Linked DNA regions of Sus scrofa: region 2 is linked to region 1. The links are chromatin contacts, called in public HiChIP or PLAC-seq maps. All regions are on one chromosome and are shown on one strand. Each heading gives the region's core, a stretch centred on a gene start, on an enhancer-like site or on the middle of the called end of the contact. The rest is flanking DNA. Distances are from core to core; before and after follow the strand shown. Region 1 has its middle 46 kb from the start of E2F6. Region 2 overlaps ROCK2 (rho-associated protein kinase 2).

Region 1 (7,359 bases), core at 3,366-5,865:
TTCACAGCCAGGACCGCCTCTCCTCCCCGCAGCCCCATCTCGGCCGCCGACGGGACATCTGGGGACGCTGCTGAAAATCTGGGAGATGTTAAGGCTCCGCCTCCTCGATCGCCTCCCGTCTCCACCAACCCCTAACAGATTCTCCTCTTCAGTGACCCCCTTTCCGTCCCCCTGCCTCGTCTCTGGTTGGAGTTCCTCTGATCCCTTCCCTAGCATTTTCCCCGAGCCTTTCCGTGAATGCAGTGAGGAGGGATTCAGGAAGAGGCATCAGAGTTTCCGTCGTGGCGCAGTGGTTAATGAATCCGACTAGGAACCATGAGGTTGCGGGTTTGGTCCCTGGCCTTGCTCAGTGGGTTAAGGATCCGGCGTTGCTGTGAGCTGTGGTGTAGGTCGAAGACGAGGCTCGGATCCTGCGTTGCTGTGGCTCTGGTGTAGGCCAACGGCTATAGCTCTGGTCGGCCCCTTAGCCTGGGAACCTCCATATGCCGTGGAAGCAGCCCTAGAAAAAAAGGCAAAAAGATTAAAAAAAAAAAGAGAGAGAGAAGATGCATCAAAGCTGTGAGGGTGGGGTGGGGGGAGAATTCGGTCTGGGAAAGGCTGGTCCCTTGGCAGTAAGAGGCCACTGTTTGGGGTTGCGATAGACTTTGGTGATTTTAGTCCAAAGTGCAACTCTAATGAGCATTACAGTGCACTATCCACTCCGCAACAGCAGAGACTTGCACGAGTATCAACGTGAGTGCCAGATCCAAAAGGACTGAGTGAGGCTGCAGCTCGTAACCTTAACTTTGCAGACACAGAAACTGACCCCACAGTAAGCGGCTGGCCCAAGTGAATGATGGAGCAGAGCCTTAGAATCTAGAGTCTCTAAGTTCCAAGATTCAGACCCTAATTTTTTTTTTCCCCACTAAATCAGTGGTTCGCAGGTTGGCTTCACGTTACAGAGCTTTTCTTTTTTTATACCTACGTCTGAGCTTTCCCTTGGAGATTCTGTAGACAGCTCGGCTGCGGGCGTTGTGGTGCACGTACCTTTTCAAATGAGAGTTCCCTCTGGATCCCCCGAGATTCTGATGTAACCGTCCTGAGACGGCGCTCAATCCACTGGACAAGAGCGAGCCTCCTTCCTTCCCTAGTTGAGCCTTTGACCTTCTCTCTGATTCAGTCCCTTCGTATGAAATAAAGGAGGGAAATGACTATTTCACTTCAAATGAAAACCAGAATTTAGGTAGAGAATCTGAAAATATTCCAATCAAAATGACATGAGAGAAAAACGAGTCCAGTGGTTTCTTAAAAATTCAGCTGTGGATCCCTTTCTCCAAGTGAGTTCTCTAGGGTGGGCCCACAATCTAAGCAGTTAAGACTGGGTAGCTATGGGTTTGCGGGTGGTGTGGGGGGGTCCTAGATGGGGCGGGGGGGTGGGCACAGGGAGAGGCAGGAAGCCCCTGGCTGCTGTGATGAGGAGGGCGGGGTGCTGGCAGGGCTCTTCAGTGCCAGCAGCTGAGTTTCCCTGCTCACCTGTCAGGGGAAGGAGGAGAGACTCCGGGAAGAGGAAAACCGATGCAATGGACCAGTGAACGCAACTGTGAGGAGCCGGGCAAGTGCGTTTTCCCTTCTAAGACGAGATTGTCAAGCGCACTGTTGATTAACAGCTTTGCAGAGACAAAAGAACCGCTGCTTATGCTGATGTCCGCAATTTAAGAAAAATCAATTGGACAGTAGCCTGTTTTATCCATACAGCTGATTGCCTGTAACTTTTTCTTTTTTTCTTTTTCTTTTTATTTTTTTGTCTTTCTGTCTTTTTAGGGCCTCTTTTTCAATATACTGTTAAATTTTTTTTTTTTTTTTGTCTTTCTATGGCCATACCTGTGGCCTATGGAGGCTCCCAGGCTAGGGGTCGAACTGGAGCCGTAGCCGCTGGCCTACACCACAGCCACAGCAACACTGGATCCTTAACCCACTGAGAGAGGCCAGGGCTCAAACCTGCATCCTCACGGATACTGGTCAGATTCATTTCTGCTGAGCCATGACGGGAACGCCTACAGTTAAAATTTTTATTTCAGCACATCCTGACTGTGAAAATTCTCCTAAATTCCTTTCTGCCGTTGGCACCCAGAGGACATGTGCTCATCACACTTGAACTTGTATCCTTGGCCTCTTGAGCGCCTTCAGAACCGACCAGCATATTGGGATTTGCTATGCCGGCGTTTCCTCTTTGGTTAAACCCCTGGTTTCAGTGTGTTCTTTTTTTCCCCTTCATTGAATTACTCATTACCAGATTCAGCGCATTTTCTTGGCAATCAGCCAGGAGCTTTTGATTCGTGGTTGTCTTGGAACCTGAGGGAAAAATGACTTTTTCGTTGACATTAACCTTGCCTCACTTAGAAGAATCTAAGATATGTTCTGAGCGATTTGGTGGTTTCAGTTGCATTTGATGTATTGGTACAGGAGAGGCAGAGGCTGGCATATAAATAACTTTTCATCTCAGTGCCGCAGTGCAGTGTAACATTATGAAGACAAATTTAGATGAGAGTTAGAGATCCCCACTTAAGACCCAGCAATGCGGATGACACCAGTGAAAAGAGCTTAACTGAGGAAAAGAGGGAGTCGGGGCACAGATTTGGTGAAGAACTATTGTGGACGTGGGCAGGCAGTGACCGTCAGACCGCTAGGCACCACCTGGACTTGATACGCTCCAAGGATTATGCTCGAATTTTTTTTTTTTTTTTTTTGCTTTTTAGGGTCACACCTGCAGCATATGGAGGTTCCCAGGCTAGGGGTCCAATTGGAGCTACAGCTGACGGCCTACACCGCAGCCACAGCAATGCGGGATCTGAGCTGCATCTGTGACCTACCCCTCAGCTCACGGCAATGCCGGATCCTTAACTCACTGAGTAAGGCCAGGGATCAAAGCTGCGTCCCCTCGTGGATCCTAGTCGGGTTCATTTACTGCTTAGCCATGAAGGGAACCTCTGCTCTGATTTTCAATCTTGGCTGTAGGCCACATCTTTCGGAACTGTCAATCAGATGAGACAATATGGAACGTGAAGCGGGGCATCCAGGGAAGGAGTCTGGATTCTCCGTAGCTGGGGCGGGTGGGACACAGTCATAATTTCCAAATGTCCTTAGTTTGTAGCCCCAGCTTGCCAGGATCTGAGGACATAGCAGCCACAGTGACATATATGGATAGGGAAGTGAGGGATACACAATCTTTAAAAATTCATTTTCTGGAGTTCCTGTTGTGGCTCAGCAGTCAACGAACCTGACTAGGAACATGAGGTTGCGGGTTCGATCCCTGGCCTTGCTCAGTGGGTTAAGGATCCAGCATTGCCGTGAGCTGTGGTGCAGGCCGGCGGCTACGGCTCCAATTGATCCCCTAGCATGGGAACCTCCATATGCCGCAGGAGTGGCCCAAGAAATGCCAAAATGACCAAAAAAAAAAAAAAAAAAGTTCATTTTCTGGAGTTGTCGTTGTGGCTCAGAGGAAACACACATGACTAGGAACCATGAGGATACGGGTTCGATCCCTGGCCTCACTCAGTGGGTTAAGGATCTGGCGTTGCCGTGAGCTGTGGTGTAGGTCACAGATGTGGCTCGGATCTGGCATTGCCAAGGCTGTGACGGAGGCCAGCAGCTGCAGCTCCGATTGGACCCTTAGCCTGGGAACTTCCATGTGCCTCGAGCGTGGGCCTAAAAAGAAAAAAAAATCATTTTTAATGGACTGTTTTTTATTTGAAGACCTTGAAAAAGAAGCTCAGGAACCCATAAAGTTTGCTAAGGAAATCACGAAGCCAGCGTGAGGTTTCAATGACTGGCCTTTGGGGAGTTCTCTTGGGGTGCAGCCAGTTAAGGATCTGGCATTGACGCTGCAGCAGCTCGGGCTGCTGCTGGGGTGCGGGCTCCATCCCAGCCTGGGACTTCCGGGTGAGGTCAAAGCCGAAACACAACAAAGACTTGCCTGTAGAGGATGGCACGAGCCATCACTCTGGGCAAAGATCCCCTCCAGCCCTCGCAAAACGAGGAGGAGAACTAACACATTTCCCAGACCGAGAGGAACCACACCCCCTTGTCTTTCCAGCTCTAAGGGTCCTTGTTGCAGGGGCGGGGCCGGGCAGGATCGGGGGGCTGGAGGATGGAGGGGATGGGGAAGAGGACGTGTTTCCATTTTCGAGGGTTGCCCTGATGGACTGTAGTCTGAGAACGAGCAGAGGCTTTAGAATCTACCGAAAGGACAAGCTTAGGAGTTCCCATTGTGGCTCAGTGGAAATGAATCTGACTAGCATCCATGAGGACGCAGGTTCGATCCCTGGCCTTGCTCAGTGAGTTAAGGATCCAGCATTGCTATGAGCTGTGGTGTAGGTCGCAGACGCGGCTCGGATCCTGCGCTGCTGTGGCTCTGGTGTAGGCTGGTGGCTACAGCTCTGAATAGACCCCTGGCCTGGGAACCTCCATATGCCTTGGGGGCGGCCCTAAAAAGACCAAAAAAAAAAAGGGAAAGGACAAGCTTAAGGAAAGTGAGGTGGCCATTTGTGAAATTAGAAGGACGATTTGAGAGTTCATTCTGACCTGGTGATGCCGTCATAAATCAACTATTAATAGAAGAATTTCCACTTTGGTTGGTAGTTTCAGATCCCTGACAGGAAGGTCACATTGTTTTGCTGTCCAGCTGCATGAGGCCAGGTTCTGGGCTTCTCTCACTAAACTTACAGCGGATTCTGAATGAGGAGAAGAGCTGGCTTTTTGTGCTTTTCCAGGCAAAATTTCAAGTGTGTTTCTTGGATAGTCTTAATCATTACACGGAGACGTCACCTTGGTCACGTCTGTGGACAAGGTGGGACAGGACATCCCAGGCCATGCGTGAAGAGGAAGTCCCCGACCCCATCAAAGCCTGCCTTCTAGGGGCTGCGTGAACCAAGCTGGAGCCCTGGACATTTTGAGTCTAAAGAATCTTTCAATTTCTCAGACTCTGGCGGGAGGAAGAGAGCATTTTGAATATTTATGAAATTCAATGACCTCTTGAATCAGTCCCCTCGAAGGAAGGGTTAAACTTCTGAACCCTGGTTCTCCAGGGCTTTCCAGAATGGACATGTGCCATCAGCTCCCCCTGCAGGTCTGAGTCTTTCCAGCCAGGGAATTCCTGGATGTCCACCGTGAAAATGGGCTCTGGAGAAAGTAGTCCAGTCTTGCAGATGGAACACTTCAGCTGCTTGGATGTGACACCCGTCTTTCTGCTGGGACCGGCACATCCTAGCTGAGCACTGCAGTCTGAGACTCTGAGAACGGAAATATACTGCAGGAGACAAAGCTGGACCAGAATTCCTGGCCCAGGTAGTGAGTTTCTGGCACAAAATGCATTTTTTTTTTTTTTTGGTCTTTTTAGGGCTGCACCCTCGGCATAACGAGGTTCCCAGGGTAGGGGTTGAATCGGAGCTGTAGCTGCCGGCCTACACCACAGCCAGAGCGACACCAGATCCTTAACCCACTGGCGAGGCCAGGGATCGAACCTGCATCCTCATGGGTACTAGTCAGATTCATTTCCACTGAGCCACAGTGGGAACTCCACAAAATGCATTTTTTAATATTCTCTTATCTCTTTCCTTTGTAAACACTGTGATTCTTGGTAGATTCTTCACAATTAAAATTGCCCCTGTGAGAGCCTTTGCTAAGAAATGACGCGGGTGCCCACGGTGTGTTAAGGCCACAAGCTGTTCCCCAAGAAGCTTTGGATTCTCCCAAATTTTAGATGCTAGTTGATCCATTCATTCTTTCAATAACTCTTGTTGGAGGAGGCCTCCTCGGACATGACTGATAAGTGAGAGACCTTGTCCAGGCACCCGGGATAAAGTGAGGACCGAGAGAGGCGGAGGTCTGCATGGTGCAGAAGTACCAGTGTGGGAGTTCCCGTCGTGGCCCAGTGGTTAACGAATCCGACTAGGAACCATGAGGTTGCGGGTTCGGTCCCTGGCCGTGCTCAGTGGGTTAAGGATCCGGCGTTGCCGAGAGCTGTGGTGTAGGTTGCAGACACGGCTCGGATCCCGCGTTGCTGTGGCTCTGGCATAGGCCGGTGGCTACAGCTCTGATTGGACCCCTAGCCTGGGAACCTCCGTATGCCACGGGAGCGGCCCTAGAAAAGGCAAAAAGACCAAAAAAAAAAAAAAAAAAAAAAAAAAAGCAGGATAAAGGGCTATAGGGACCAGCTGGGTTTACTCTTCTCTAGAAAGTGGTCAAAGTCAGGTCAGTCAGAACCTGGTTCAGGTGAGACAGCAAATCTGTGGGAACATGCGAGTGAAGAGCATTTTAGCGGCATAAACAACAAATGCAAATGTCCTGGGGCAGGAATGGGCCAAGAACAGCAGGAGGGCCCATGTGCTTCAAATAAGGGGACCATTATAGGGCAGTGATAGTCATAGGTGCCCAAGAAATAAGGAAGGGGCAGGATTTGTTAGGTAGGATCTTATAAAATACAGCAAGGAGTTGGGAGGTATTGTGAGATGAGAAGCCACTGGAGCCTGTGGGGTAATGGAGCAATGTGATCTGATTTATGGTTTTTTTTTCCTAGGGATGCACCTGTGGCATATGGAGGTTCCCAGTGACGCCAGACCCTTAATCCACTGAGCAAGGCCACGGATGGAACCCACATCCTCATGGATACTAGTCGGGTTCTTAACCCAATGAGCCACAATGGAAACTCCCTGATTTATGCTTTTAAGACTTCACTCTGATTACTGCGTGGAGGAGACTCAAGGAGGACACACGTGGAGCCAGAGAGCCGGGTAAGGTGGTCACGGTGGAAGCTCAGGGGAGAGGAGATGAGAGCTTGCTGGTGGTTGTGGCGGCGGTGGGATGGATACATTCTGGAGGTACCCGGAGGGCAGAGCCTTAGCACTGCCAGTGACTGGGTGTGGGGAGCAAGAAAGGTTTTGCCTGGGCAGCTGGCGATGAGCTGAGCTCGGTAGACCGGGGAATGGTGGGTGGTTGGCGGGGAGGTGGGATTGGGAGCTCTGCATGGACAAGTTCAGTTGAGAAAACTCATTAGTCATCCATCCGGAGATGTCAAGCTGGCAGCTGGATATGCGAGTCTGAAACACATGCTCGACGCAGGAATCACGGGGGGAAACTATTTCTGGAAAGAGGAGCTCCATTCTGCAAGATGTCGTGACACTGGGTTGGGAGCCTTCCCCTGCTCCGGGTCTCAGTTTTCTCATTTGTGGAATGGGGGGACAGTGGGCTGGCCTCTAAGGGGCCGTTCCGACAGACATGTGTGAAATAGAGCCTTAACTTTACATTCAGAGGGTACCAGGCGTGGGCTGAGTTGCTGCTGTTGGGACCTAAAAATCAAAAAGAGGTATAAGACCCAAAGGAGAC
Region 2 (7,359 bases), core at 3,028-5,527, 200 kb before region 1:
AGCAACTCTTTTAAGAGTACACCATCTTAGGTGAAGAATGCTCCAGTCTTCCTCTTTGGGAGGGAAGGCAAGAAGTACTCCAGCTCCTCCAGTGTATCATGCCCATACTTATTGTCATACTTAATCCCACAGCAGTCCTGTAAATAAACACTCTCCATGTGACGGATGAAAACACTGAAGTTCGGCCTGAGTAATTGTCCAGGGTCAGCCAGCCAGCAAGGATCCTAAAAAACACCCACTGATTACCCAAGAAATGCCCTCTAGAAAACCACCTCAGGACACTATTCCTAACAAAATGGGCCCCCTGCTTCTTTTCCTTATCTCAAGTGAGCTTCTCAGGTTTGCATGCTCCTTAAACTACCAAGATTAAATCAGAGACTCCTGGCTGAAATTCGATATTGTATTTCTCCGTGGATGAAATGAAAGGGCAGACTAGTTAAGATTTCTTTGCTTATACCAATATTTTAGGAAAGGCAAATTTGGGGGGTAAATTTTAGAGGTTGCAGCATTCCAGGACTGTTTCACAGGAAAAGTATGAAGATGCTTATGTCTTAATTTCTTTTATTTTTTTAATATAAAAAGCAGGCATAAGATACAATTACATTACTACAAAGATGCAACAAAATTTAAAAAAAATCAGGGGTGTACGATTTTTGTTCAAGGGGACAGCTGATCAAATATTTATGATTATCTAAACCATGCAGTTCATAACTTATTACAGTTCCAAACACAACTCTTTATTATGGGGAAGGGAATCAAGGAGAGGCCCCCCCAAGCATAATATTCAGCACTGTCACACAGTGCTTATCTTCAAAGTGCTTCACAAACCAACTACGGTCTCTTCACGATACAGGGACACTGAAGTCTCCTTCCAGGACAGGAGAGGCGAGTCAGGAGCAGTGTCGACACAGACCAAGAAACTCAGAAGGGACTTGCTCTCATCAGGCCTTTTAAACATGATATTTAAAGTGTGTTTCAGAAGGTAACATAGTGTCTACGTTTCTCTGTTTTAACCACCCGAATCCTTTAAGAATAGATTAACAGCAGCAGCATTACTTCTTAAATTGTGGTTTGGCAACCTAAAGAATTTCTTCTTGAGGATCTACAGATAAACTGGTACAAAGGAGATCCTTCAGAGCCAGAACAGTGTCACTTTAGCATAGATTAGTTTTAAAAGCACTAACCTTTATTTTAGATTTATTGGTATACTTATGCTTTAGTTCCAGAGCATTTTAAACTTTCAGATAAGCTTTTTTTTTTTTTTAAATCTTGCTTCTAGATAGCAGTTTTTAAACATTCTTTTCAAAAATGCACTATGCAGTAATTCTCAAAGTCATCCTGGCACCAGTTTTCCTTCTACTCTGTCTCACTATTCCCACAAAAGTAAAAAAAATCAGACTTAGAAAATCCCCGTCTTCACTACTTCTTCGTTCTCAAAAGGAGGTATTTATGGCTCTAGGAGAAATCAGGTGTGAGGAAATAAGCAACTCTCGGTCTTCGATTTATCTTGCAAGCCTTGGAGCCTTAAGAGAAGCTGGCACAAAATCAGGTTGTTACACCAAGTCAAGGTCCTATTTAGTGGATGCTGGGAAGAGAGCATTTGGATGGGTGCATGCACTTATGTATGTACATGAAGCCAGCAACAGGGTACAAGGCGGCCTGTTACCCGAGGTCAGGATTTTTTATTAATAAGCACAGTTCCATTAGTCGGACAAACAACTTTATAAATTCTTATGTCGAACCATATAAAGTGAAGCGTCTTCATGGAGAGATTTTTTTTCCGCCCCTTAGGATAGCTTTACCCCCCCGCTTGAAACTTCACATTAATTTTTTGTGTATAGTTGCATCACACCTTGATTCTCCATATATTCTAATATATACAGCATTCAAAATTTAAACTTTTGCCATTTTTACTCAAATATTTCAATTATCATGTGTAAACTTCAAATTATTTCACCTTAATAAAGTTTATTAAAAATATATATATATATACTCTCCAATTCAGAATAATATGATAGAACCTCCCATAGTGTAACAAAATCTTTATATAAAATATTAATTCAGTCTCCTTTTAACAAGTCTAATGAATGGAAATATTTATTCTATATAAATTTTATATATTTTTTATTTTTTAATCTTACTTAAAAAAAAAAAAAAAAAAAAAAAAAAAGCTGTGCCCCTAAACCAGAACATAGCTGCAAGGGAATAGCATGCATATCTAGTTTTAGCACAGACAGCATGAAAGAGTGCAGACTGGATAATGTAATAACGAGATTCAGTTTCAGTACATCAGGAGCCGAAGGCCACGCTTCAATTTTCACAATAATATCTATAATTAAGGATCTAACACTTTAAACACCTCTACACTGACCCCAGGAGGAATCAATGAAAAATGTCTACCTCCTTCATTGAAATGTTAGATGACATATTTCAGTATCATGTCAAATTCTGTCTATCTGTATATATATATAAAGAGAGACTGATAAAAGACTACGTAATTTCTTTTTACTTGGTTCTCACTGATGCATACTGTAGTAGTATAAAACATACACTTTTCTGGGATAACGAGAAATATAGCAGGAATAGTCCTCCATAAATTGTAACTTTAACAGCATTTAAAAAAATAAAAATCAAGTTAAGTGCCTTTGAGGCCACTTTTTCCCAGTCATCAGTTTTCTTAACCCAATACTGCAATATTGCCATACAGCTGTCTGTTTAAGGGATCACATTTAAATATTTAAAATATATGTACAGTATGTCTTAAGTTTTCTTTGTACTTGAGATAATTTTTGAATCTTGAGTGTGAAAATGTAAAAAATAGTCACAAATGTCTTTACCAGAAATAAAAACACATCTAGGGTAGCCAGCAAATTAAAACCAAAGAAACCGCTTCATAGTCACAAACTAATACTGAGGTCTGTAAAAGGGTCGGATGAGTAATAGATTATACATAACAGATATATTAGTTCCAACACTATCCATTATTGTTTTTATCACCGATACTTAAAAAAAATCTGTTATACAATCAAAATAGGCTGACATTGATAACTATTATGTGTAAAAATAGTGCACTATTTTTCTCCTGCAAAGCAAATCTGCATCCTAACAGCTGGTAAACACTTGTTCTTTTTTTGTTTTTTGTTTGTTTTTTTTTTAAATACAGAAAAGAGTTGGAATTTTGAACAAAAAATTAAATTAAGGCATTCAAAATGGGTAACGTTGCCTATTATGAAGCTTTAGGAAACTGACAGAATTAACTTTAAACTGTGTGTTACAGTAATTGCTTAAACATAAACATGCAGCTTCCATCAGGTACACGCAAATGAGTGATATGAGCTCCAACATTATGGCTTTATACAAGTGCATAGTTGCAACTGCAGTAAGTAATGATATTGGATTAATGTTTATAAAAAAATAAAGTGGGAAGTTAAAAAAAACCCTCTTGCAGTATTACAGTACTATATATATGTGTGTGTGTGCATGAATGCATGCGGATACACACACACACACACACACAATGGTCACTTCTTAAAGATGCAGTCTGTATCACTGTAGTGGAACCCACTCCCAGATTCTTCTGGCAAATGTGCTGGTGAAATCTCTCTGTTGAAGCTGAAAAGATGACTTCTTTAAACTTTAACTCTTCTCAATCCTTTTATGCAATGTAGTGTATGAGTGACTGCCAAGAGAGCTGGATGGAACGAACTTGGAAGAGTTGCACATGATGTTCTTATCTGATTAACCAATCACTGCTGGCTCAACTTGTTGCTCCAAAAGAGCCCAGAAAATCTATCCAAGATTTATAATTTATATTGCAGGAATAAAGGAAACATATATATGTATGTGTTTATCAGTCTCTCAAGAAAATATAGCTTTTTAATAAATTTGGGCCATCATATTTCAGTCTTGTTTCAGCTGGAAGAATATGATCACCTTGACTAATGACTGCATTCACAGAAGGCAGTTAGCTGTAAAGAAAAGGAAAACAGAGGTAGCTGATACAGTGAAATAATTTAGAAGACTTTATCCGTTCTTTGAAAAGACATTTAATTACAACGAACTGTATAGTCTTCCGACTACTATATACTTTTAACACCTAAATCATGCATAAAACACATTTACTGTGTTACTTTTTCTTATTTTTAGGTACATGCAATTATACTCTTTCTCATATTGGCCACAAATATGACACACAAGTTTTAATATGGTTAGCTGGCTACTCAGGTTAGACAGTACGTCCCTGGATAACTCATACGAATGTAAGTTTGCGCTGGGGTTTAACTGCTAGCTTCCTCATGTAGCTGAAGGAAGAACGGACCTAGGGGCCAGGTTCTCCTTGACTCTTTGACCCTATGCCACATTTTAAAAAATCTATGAAATGGAAACAAACATACTGTTATAGTAAATATATATAAAAATCGTCCATAAATCCTGGTTATAAACAGACCCCAATATTAAGTGATCTAAGTACATATTTTACAGCATGGTACTTAGGTTAAGATAGACATTACTTCTTCGACATTCCTTCCATGTAAAAGGTTTATTTATAACTCATGGGGTTCAAGTTTCATTCAAATCTCCTTTAGCCACTGCTTAACCAAGCTACATCTTCTAAAAAGCACGAGAGCTTTCACAGCATACCATTAGCATTCTTCAGCAAGACTACATTTTCAAAAAATAAACATTTCACATCACAAAAAAGCCAGATCAGAAAGAGCTACTTCACAGCACTTATGAGACTTACAAAGTTTTTATGGTTTCAATCCTTGCAAGTTAGAAAGAAGGAAAGGAGAGGGAAGGAGAGAGGGATGGAGGGAGAAAGGCATCCCATGCTATGTTCACAAACTAATACAGTTGTAGGAACTTGAAAACACTGTAAATTTTACTTCTCTGAATATGACTTCTTTGGAATGAACAGAAAGTACCAGAATTAGCTCCTTTTGTGATTTCTACATGTTTCATTCCTAAGTTAAAAAATTATTTCAACTGTAATGAAAATATATAGCCAATAAAGAATCTGAACATAGCATTTCACTTTTACACTTCATGTGGAAATTTCAGTTAGAAACTTTTCTGAAAACTACTTTTCAAATATATACTATCAAAAACAACTTCATAAAATTTCAAGCCGGTCAAAAATAGTGACACCCAAAGTGCAAACCACATGCACTACTTGGAAATACTAAAACAACTCATTTTTCTTTTTGTGATTTACCCCATTTACTTCTTCAGAAATCAAAAACATCGCCATCATCATCACCACCATCAATATCATCAAACGACCAATCCCAGTCTTTAAATGCCAAATCAAGCAATCTGCAATAGGAGGTTTGCAAATTTATACTCCAACACTCTTTAGCAACGGGACTTCAAAATGCAATGATGGAGAAATCACACTTTGTGCAGTAAGCATCTTAACCTTCCCTTCATCAGTAACAACATGATTAAAATTCGGATGGAAGCACACAAGGAAATCTTTTTCTTTATCTGCAAACACACCTAATCTTGTTGTTCAGGTAGGACGCTTTCCAGACTACCAGAGAACTTAGGACAGAGATAATATGCTGGTGAGACACAATCTCCTTCCCCCTGGACCCCTATGAAGACATAACCACGTGATGCCCAGTTTGATTTAAGAACTATGAGAGCTCAACGTGATGCCCAGTTTGATTTAAGAACTATGAGAGCTCAACCTGTGTCAATTTGCCCTTCACAAAAGGGCCCAGACTGTCAGCTCACATCTTCCCAGAATTGTACCATAAGCCTGAATATGAGAGGCGAGTAATAGTAACAACATAGCTTTCTCAATCCCAGCAGGATCTTACATATTCAATAGGTCACTAAAAGGTAATCCTTCCGTGAGAATTACAGACAAGGAAAAAAACCATAGGGAGATAAGCAGCATTAGCAACCTATCCTGGCCGAATGAAGTGACTTAGAGTAGAGGTGTATGTAGTCTTTTCTTTCCAAGCCCATCTCCTAATATTTCGATAATCATTTTTATCTTTAAAAATGGGGTTAACATTGTTGTTTATTGTAACTGTGACATTCATCAAGATATTTGTGCCAAATAACTCACCTGATCTCCATAATCTCATCTATGGTCACTATGTCAGTGATTCTTAAACTTGAGTGTATATGATTTACCCAAGGCAATGCATAATGCATATTTCCAGGCTCCATCTCAAGAGATTCTGACATAATTAAACTGGGGGTTGGGGTGTGGTGCATTTTTAAGATGAATTCTCATAAGGCTGGCTGACTTCAGTAATCACTGACAGAGTAGACTGACCGATGATTACCCTAATTTAAAAGTAAACAAACTGGGAGTTCCCATCGTGGCGCAGTGGTTAATGAATCTGACTAGGAACCATGAGGTTACAGGTTCGATCCCTGGCCTTGCTCAGTGGGTTAAGGATCCCACGTTGCTCTGGCTCTGGAGTAGGCCAGGGCTGCGGCTCCGATTAGGCCTCAAGTCTGGGAACCTCCATATGCCATGGGAGTGGCCCTAGAAAAGGCAGGAAGACCAAAAAAAAAAAAAAAAAAAAAAAGAAAAGTAAACAAACTAACTCAAATTACTGCATTTCAAAATGTGCTAAATGCAGAGTATTTGACCAAGCACACAAACTTATAACTATGACTATTATTCACTCAACACATATCACAGCCTAGTACATACTTTTTTTTTTTTCTTTTTTTGTCTTTTGAGGGCCACACCTGAGGCATATGGAGGTGCCCAGGCTAAGGGTCTAATCAGAGCTACAGCTGCTGGCCTACACCACAGCCACAGCAATGGGGGATCCAAGCTGCGTCTGTGACCTACACCACAGCTCACAGCAATGCTGGATCTTTAACCCACTGAGTAAGGCCAGGGATCAAACCCACATCCTCATGGTTCCCAGTCAGCTTCGTTTTCGCTGTGCCACAACAGAACTCTCATACTCATTTTTTTAAGGCTTACATATAAAGTAACTTTTAGCTATGGTTTCAACTCTACTACGTGGGAGACTGAGATCAGCAGGGCTTCCAGGGCACTGAAGCCCCAGTTTTAGCACACTTTATAAAAAATTTGCATTTCATATCCTTCTGAAACCTTTGAAATATGTGTGAAGTGTGTGTCCATGTCACAACCTTCACATTTTAAGTCTTATCAGTTGGCTATAGGTGTGATGTGTGGTGAGACTTCCTTTACAACCTTCCCCTCATCCCCCTTTGAGCCAGCTAACTAATTCTTGTCATTTCAACTTAAACTTGACTTCTCTCCATTTTCACTGTCAGTACTTTAGTTCAGGATCTCATTAAGTCAAAACACACCAATCTCTTACTGAAAGACTTCTATTAGGAGAACAAAATCAAAAC

What was found. HiChIP or PLAC-seq counts read pairs in DNA pulled down with a chosen protein or histone mark.
Region 2: an H3K27ac HiChIP or PLAC-seq map of skeletal muscle shows a contact between it and region 1. The contact joins two enhancer-like sites. A contact is called at or near these places in 1 of 47 Hi-C or Micro-C datasets (embryonic fibroblasts) and 1 of 2 datasets of contacts at active chromatin or transcription factors (skeletal muscle).

Annotation. Positions count from the first base shown.
Region 1 is chr3:125,290,222-125,297,580 of Sscrofa11.1, reverse strand. No RefSeq gene overlaps it. Among named protein-coding and RNA genes, the nearest start is that of E2F6, 46 kb to the right of the region's middle. Within about 2 kb of position 4,615, at least 1 of the 83 cell types and tissues checked has an H3K27ac peak or open chromatin away from gene starts, as enhancers often do. A contact at or near this core is called in skeletal muscle, where this site is marked.
Region 2 is chr3:125,486,554-125,493,912 of Sscrofa11.1, reverse strand. It overlaps ROCK2 (rho-associated protein kinase 2), which reads right to left. Exons shown (of 34, transcript XM_021087835.1): 33 at 5,216-5,316; 34 at 545-3,968. The coding sequence ends at 5,229. Among named protein-coding and RNA genes, the nearest start is that of PQLC3, 17 kb to the left of the region's middle. Within about 2 kb of position 4,277, at least 1 of the 83 cell types and tissues checked has an H3K27ac peak or open chromatin away from gene starts, as enhancers often do. A contact at or near this core is called in skeletal muscle, where this site is marked.